Regions from separate parts of the Capra hircus genome. Here region 2 is linked to region 1. Evidence: chromatin contacts called from public Hi-C data. All regions are on one chromosome and are shown on one strand. The core of a region is the stretch at or near the end of the contact, and the rest is flanking DNA. Distances in the headings are between cores, read along the strand shown.

The links. A called contact is a pair of places that touch in the nucleus more often than the background predicts.
Region 2: a Hi-C map of liver shows a contact between it and region 1, with 3 times the contacts expected there. The contact joins the enhancer-like site here to the promoter of IGSF9 in region 1. A contact is called at or near these places in 2 of 5 Hi-C or Micro-C datasets (blood and liver).

Annotation. Positions count from the first base shown.
Region 1 is chr3:110,182,907-110,186,690 of ARS1.2, reverse strand. IGSF9 (protein turtle homolog A) reads left to right here and starts at 2,195. Exons shown (of 21, transcript XM_018046365.1): 1 at 2,195-3,784.
Region 2 is chr3:110,249,593-110,253,376 of ARS1.2, reverse strand. No RefSeq gene overlaps it. Among named protein-coding and RNA genes, the nearest start is that of PIGM, 27 kb to the left of the region's middle. Within about 2 kb of position 1,631, at least 2 of the 5 cell types and tissues checked have an H3K27ac peak or open chromatin away from gene starts, as enhancers often do.

The DNA.
Region 1 (3,784 bases), core at 946-3,445:
GGCTTTTGTTGTTGTTTAGTTGCTCAGTTGTGTCCGACTCTTTGCAACCCCATGGACTGCAGCACACCAGCCTTCCCTGTCCTTCACCATCTCCCAGAGCTTGCACAAACTCATGTCCATTGAGACAGTGACTCCATCCAACCATCTCGTCCTCTGTTACCCCCTTCTCCTCCTGCCTTCAATCTTTCCCAGCATCAGGGTCTTTTCCGGTGAATCAGCTCTTTATATCATGTGGCCAAAAGACTGGAGCTTCAGCTTCAGCATCAGTCCTTCCAGTGAATATTCAGGACTGATTTCCTTTATGATTGACTTGTTTGATCTCTTTGCAGTCCAAGGGACTCTCAAGAGTCTTCTCCTATTCTGCAGTTAGAAAGCATCAATTCTTTGGCGCTCAACCTTCTTTATGGTCCCACTCTCACATCCATAGATGACTACTGGAAAAACCCTAACTTTGACTATCCAGACCTTTGTCGGCAAAGTGATGTCTCAGCTTTTACCCTATCTAGGTTGGTGATAGCTTTTCTTCCAAGGAGCAAGCATCTTTAAATTTCAGATTTGTGGTAGGGAAGGAGTCATGACCCTGCATCCCCAAGACAGCACCAAGTTGAGGAAGCAGAGAAGGCTGCAGGGCTGACATGCAAGATGTGTTTCTGCCTGAGTTTGAAGTCCCCAAGGTGGGTGGGTTTGACGGAGTCTAGGCTGGGATTCACTCCAGCTCTGCCCTGTGTTCTTGGGGAGGTTACTTCACCCTGTAGTACCTCAGTTTTCTTATTTGTCACACGGAGCTTTACATACTTCACAGAGTTTCCGTACAGGTCACATAGGAGTCCTGAAGCATGTAGTCCAGGGTCTGGCTCCCTGCAGGGGCTCAATAAGTGATCGTTTATTTCAGTCCTCCTCTCCCAATCTCCCGTGCCAGGATGTCTCTCTCTAGTTTCTTCCCTCTGGACTCGTTTCTCTGGGTGGTTGGTGCTGGGAGCTGACTTGGCAACCTCAGGCTGGGAGCGCTGCCTTCCGCTCTGCACACAGTGGGAGGCGCCTGGGCAAGATTTGGGAGCTCGCCAGTGCAGACAGGTATTTCCAGTCCGGCCAGAGAAGAATAAGTGGAGGTGGAGGTGGCGATGGGGATGGGGGAGGTGATCAGAGGGGCGGGGTGGATCCCCTGGGAGGAGGGCGGGGAGTCCTGCTCCCTGCCTGGTGCTTCTGCCCGCCAGGTTCGAGTTTCAACCCTGGCTGCCGCATCTGCGGTTAAGCCCGTTAGGCGAAGGGAGGACGTCTAAGGTGGCTTACCCAGGAAGGAAGGAGTGCAAGGAACCAGCTACGGGTCAGCTCCTGCGACCCCGGGAGCCCGGGCCTTGACCCGCTTAGCCGCGCAAGCTTGCAGCGGGAAGCGGCCGACCGATCGGTCTTTCCACGCTTCGTTGTATCGAGCTCCACCAGGGGGCGACCCGGGCCCACGTGCCACGGAGCCCTGCTCTCCTGAAACTACAATTCCCAGGCCGCTCGGGGGTCGCGCCCGCCTAGCCTCGCCTTCTGCTAGCTCCAATTGGCCGCCGCGGGAGGGGGATTGGCGGTCTCCAGGGCGACGGGAGGCGCTCGGGGCATCCGAGGCGGGGAGGCGGGCCCGCCCCCTATTGTGTAGCTGGAAGAGTGAGGCCGAGCGGTGCGGAGCAGGTGAGGGCGGGGGTGTTCTGGGGGCAATGGAATGGGGGTGCCAGCGAGGGGATGAACAGTGCAGGAGTTATGGGGGACAGGAGAAAGCGGGGGAATTGTGGAATTCTTTGGGGGAGCAGAACTAGGGGAGTTCTGGGGAGTGAAGTGGAATTCTTGGTGGGTGGATGATGACTCCGGAGAACTGGGGGAGTTCGGAAGTAGTGTGTGTGTGTGTGTGTGTGTAGGTGGGGAGGGAGGTTCGTTCTTGGTGGGTTCCAGACGCAAGGAGGAGTTCCAGGGGTCCGGAGACGGCAAGGGAGAAGAGAATTGAAGGCGGGGTATCAGAAGTGTATTGTGGGCTGAGGCAGGAGCATTCCACGGAGGAGAGGATGGGAGAAGTGGGCGGGTGGCGATTCTGGGGGAGACCGGGAGTTCCTTGAAGCACCGAGGATCTGGTGCAATTGGAGATCAGGTGCGAAGAGTGGGAATTGTGGGGGGTGGGGAAGGTTGTGAGAAGTGGGGATAACTGGGATGGGAGAATGAGAGGGTGCTGGGTGGGGAGAGCAGGCGAAGCCTAGTGGCGGCAGAAGAGTTGGAAAGCTCTTAGGAAAAACAGAGGGATTCTGGGCAAACCTGGGTTTACTAGGGTTTTCGGAACACTGAACCAGGAGGGAACTGGGAGTTCTTATGCATTTAGAAGAAGATATGTCTGTGACGTATGGGAGAACTTGGGGCAGTGGGAAGCCGGGGGCTGCTTGCTGGTGACTTATCAGGAGTTAGATGTGCAGGGCCCCTCAGTAGAGGCAGGGATCAGGCTGGGGGACATGGGGGAGGTTTTACAGCCTGTCTTGACCTGTGAGGCCAGGAGCGGGGTGGAGGCCTATAGAGCAGAGTCCACTTAGGTCTGCCAGGTCCAAGGCAGCACCACCCCACTGTGACTTCCCTAGATGCTTAGGCCCTGGGGCTGTCAGGACCTCCTCCCCTCCAGCCACCAGGGCTCACTCTGTACACCCTAGGGACTCTTGGGCTTTTTAGCTTCATATGGGCCATGCCTCTGGGGTTGGGGAAGCGAGAGCCTGGCAAACCTTGGGCCCCGAGGATGCTGGAGGGAGAGAAAAATGGGAGGAACTTGGGTCATGGTGTCTGGCAAGACGGAGGGCTGCCTTGGCAGCATCAGGAAGAGGAAGTGGCACCAGCCGCCAGCTCACAAGCCCTGGGACGTGCCCAGACCTGGAGAATGCTGCCTGGGCACCCCCAAACCAGCAGATGGAGAGGGAGCTCCTCTCCCAAGTGTCTGACGCATTCATGGCTAAAGCAGTATTGGGAGGTTGACTGGAGAAAGAGGTACAAGATTCCCAGCTCGTAGGGTTCACAGAGGCTGCAGAAATGAGGCAAGGATCTGTGCGGGGAACTTTCTGGGGGTTTTCATCCCAACTTTGCCTTTGACTGACTGTGTACACCTAAGCAGGTTTCTCTGAGATCCTCACTGTCCTTATATGTCACCGTGGGGTGGAGGTGATAATGCTGGTTCTATCTTGCTCTTTGCTACCTTGTTAATTAGCATCAGGACTAAGGACAGAGGACAGAGAGAAGGCTGGACCATGGGGGCTCTGTGTCTCCCGTACTTAACTGACCAGTCCTTTTCCAAGTATAGAGGAACCCCAGTTCCCTCGTGGCGCAAATTTCCAAGAGCTTGAGTAAAGAGGGTATCCCCAGAATTCCTCAGCTTTTCCTATGATCTTTCCAGCCCTGTGCTTCCCACATGTCCTTACCTGTCTGGTCTCCGCACCCCAGCACTCCCTCGCCCTTCCGCCACTTATCTGCGCTCCTCTTCCCTTCTCTACCTTTGCTCACCTCCGGCTTTTTTCTAACTCCAACTCCGGGAGGAGGGAGGGGTTCCTCTGGTTTCCAACACTGGCCCACTTTGCATGTTGCCTTGCATTTTGCATCTAGATCTGGTGGTGCTCCAGAGAACGGCTTTCTCAGGTGTGACGTGAGCCAAGCCCTAACTGTCCAGAAGAGTGAGCGCTGATCCCTGTGACCTGATCAGAAGGACTGAGGGGCTTGCTGGGCTCTGCACGTCCCCGGGCCCCTCCATCTGGGCCCCTGTGGAGAGGAGGGGCCAAGCAAG
Region 2 (3,784 bases), core at 382-2,881, 67 kb before region 1:
GTTTTAATGAAATGAGAATTCATGGATCTGTGACCTTATGATATTGGTTGCTCTGATAGCTATTAGTTGAAAGAATAATTTAAAAAGTGTTCTGGATCTAACTTCACATGTAAAGTAAATTTCGTTATATCTTTCTATGTAAACCCACCTTACACTAACACTTAACTTCTGTTTCTCAGAATTCTTAAGGTTTCAAATAGTTAAGGAAATGCAGTTTTATAATGATAGAATCCCATTGCAGCACCACATGCTCCATAGTCCAGATTCAGAGAAACCTCAACAATTCAAGGACTGGTTTGATTAGACGCGTGATGTGCTGGCTACTTTGAAGGTTGCCGTGGTGTTCAGGGAGAAGCAAAGAGGCCACCAGGATCACTGTCACTATCCCCTTAAAAGAAAACTCCCTAGGCTCCCCTGAGGTCCACTGGGGCTGCTGCAGTTGCCGATGCTGACCAAGGGCACAGGCGTGGCACCTCAGGGGATAGGCCAGTTTGCGCACCTGTGCAGTGGGGGCTTCAGTTCTGCAGGGCATGATTTGCCCATGAGGCACGGGAATCATGTGTCTAGGGGCCACGATATTGAGTGGGAGGGGCTCATGAAGACTATTTAAATTTAAATTCTTTTGAAATCAAAATAAATGTAATTATAAAAATGAATAATGAATTCATTGTATATTACATTTGTTTTTATACTGACAGTCTTGAACTATAATTTTTAAAAAAATTATTTTTAACTGAGCAAGAGGCTGACAAAGACCAAAATGCCTATGGCCCACGAAAGTCGTAATGTATCCCTGAGTTATATTCCAAGAGTCCTAAATTTACTGTCAGGGGAGACGGAGATGAGGGGAAAAGTTGGAAGAAGAGGATTCCTGTCCAGAAGGCAGACACTGGTCTGGGACCCGAGGTGGACATTGGGTGAAGTCGTGGTCCATCTGGGCTCGGGCGAACTGTGCAGGAGGTGGCGTGGGCATCTATACTGGCCTGGCCACACAAAGACCTTGACCTCATAGCCACTAGCTTCTAGCCTCTGAGCTGCCTCCCAAATCTTCATAAGGGGATCATTTACTCCCCTTGCTGTGGTCTCCAAAACAGCTTGTGATCGGTGCAACATCACAGATCTGGACTGGTGGACTCAGGGTGGGGATCTGGGTGTTTCCTCTCATACAGATTGGGGGCTGGGGGCGAGGGGCATTTCAGGAAAACCAGTTGCTTGAACCAACTTTTCCCTCCTTGGGCAGTAACCTTTGGAGCAGTTCTGAGATTTCCAGGCAGGTGTCTCTACCTGGACCTCCAGGATACAGGGGATCACCCCCTGGGTGAATTGTAGGCCTTGATGGTTAATGTAGAGAACCTTTTGCTGTGGGCGAGAGAGGAAGGTTGTTTCCAGCTTTCTCTCCCCAGACAGTGACACTGCGGTCTGACACCCTACGCCCTATGGCCTGACCTTCTGGGGGTGGCCCCGGTACCTTCTGGGCTGGCAATCCAGAGCTGGGGTCTTCAAGGGCTTTCCCCCAGGAGGGGTGGGAAGTTGGGGGTGGGGAGGGGGATGGCGGCGGGTTGCTGGGTTCCTCGGTGGGGCGTGCAGTGGAGATTCTGTCCACCAGGTGGCGCTGGGCCAGCTCCAGCAGCCCCTCCCATCCGAGGAAACAGCCTGATGGTGTGTGGGAAACAGCGTCCATCCATCATGTCAGGGTCCCAGGATTAAGTGGTGGTTATTCGACCACTGGGGTCACCAAGGCAGCGCTTACCCTCTGGCCTCTCCTTGATCCCTTCATTGGGCTGGCTCTGGTGGGACGTAAGGGGAGGAGTTACTACCGCTTTCATTTCTATGTTCATTTACGGTTTCATCTTTCAGCCTTTATGGAGCCAGGACTGGGTACAGATGAGTAATATGTGGTCCCTGCCTTTAAGACGCTCAAAGGTAGGGGAGAAAGCAAACAGACCATTGGCGCACAGTCACAAATGCTGGGCTAGACATCTGCCCAGAGGACTGGCGGGAGCTGTGAGGCTCGTGCCGGACAGAGCAGGGCAGGCCTCGTCCGGAAGGTGAGTCTCGAAGGGTGAGAGGGGCCAGCCAGGTGAGAAGGCAGGGAAGGACATGTGAGGCCCTGTGCCATGGAACACAGTGCTGGGGCCGGCCAGCTCCAGGTAAGGCCAGGCTTAGGGTCCCAGGTGGGGACTGAAAATCCCCATCTCTCGTGGAGAGAGGCAGGGTTGCAGGTTGGTATGCCCAAGAGCCAGGATTCCCCTGCCAGCAGGCGGGAAATTATTGCAAGATTTCCTCAAGGGAGAGACACAGTCCGATTTGAATTATACAAAGATTGACTCTGGGAGAGGTGAGGAGATGGGAGCTGGAGGCAGGGGAGCCTGTTAGAAGGTGATTTGATAAGTTAAGCCACAGCTCAGTCACCTCAGAGCCCTCTTGCACACACTCACCCTTGTTTCGCTTTTCTGGTGCCCATTATCTTTAGCCTGGTTCACAAGTGCTGGGGCCCTAAGTGTCAGTCGCTCAGTCGTATCTGACTCTTTGCAATCCCATGGACTGTAGCCCATCAGGCTCCTCTGTCCGTGGAATTCCCCAGGCAAGAATACTGGAGTAGGTTGCCATTCCCTTCTCCAGGGGATCTTCCTGGCCCAGGGATCAAACCCAGGTCTCCTGCATAGCAGGCAGATGCTTCACCATCGGAAGCACCAGAGATCCTCAAATTGTTTCCATTTCTCCGCCAGTGAAACACGAATAGCTGACCTCCCAGGTGAGGCTGGGCGGGTGAGAGGGTTGGTGGGACTGGTGGTCAGGGAGCCATTCACAGTGCAGCCCCCTCTGCAGTCCTGGTGCCCATGGTCTAAGCCACTGAGGAAGGGAGGGGCAGGGGCCTGGGAGGCGCAGCGTCAGCCCGATTTGGGGACGAGCAAAAGAGAACAGCAGACCCCAAAGTGATCAGAATCAGGCGTACATGCTCCCAGGAAGGGCAAGGACACCTTTGCCACGGAGGCTGCAGAGACTCAGAGGCCGGGGTGTATGACCAGGGAGGGTCGAGCAGCCAGCCACCCCCTTGCCCTAGTCCTTTGTTCTGTGTGGCATGTGATCTGGTTTAATTACCTGAATCGCCACCCAGCGCCTGCTTTTCCCTTTTCCCAACAAGGTCTGGCCCCCTGGTGTCTGTTTCATTGGCCCCCAGGGAGGCCCCAGAGGCTGGTAGTGAACGTCAGCCCTGGGTCACAGTTCTCCCAGACCCACAGGGAGGTAGGTGGGGGGGGGGTTGGGGGGGGGGTGTCTTGCACAAGCAGGCCTGAGAGCTCAGGCCCCAGAGCAGTTGACTGAGGGGAGGAAGGGATTGAAAGGTTGTTGCTGAACCATGAAAGACGCTGGGATTCTTGGTCTCTGGAGAAGAATTCAATCCAGTGCCAGAGATGAGGCTTGATCACTCAGAGCTTCAGTGCAAAAAAGTCTTATTAAGTATAAAAGAGATAGAGAAAGCTTCTGACATAGACATCAGAAGGGGGCAGAAAGCGTGTCCAGACATCAGAAGGGGGCAGAAAGAGTGCCCCCCTGCTAGTCTTTAGCTGGATGTTATATAGCTACTGCTGCTGCTGCTGCTAAGTCGCTTCAGTCATGTCCGACTCTGTGCGACCCCATAGACGGCAGCTACTAGCAGTCTGCTAATTAAAGAAAGGAAATGTCTCAAAACTCAGAGAATGGCACCAGACCTCTCACCCACAAGATGCATTTTGAGATGACCTTGGCACCAGGGGAGTCATCCCGGGCCATAAAGCGATTGACA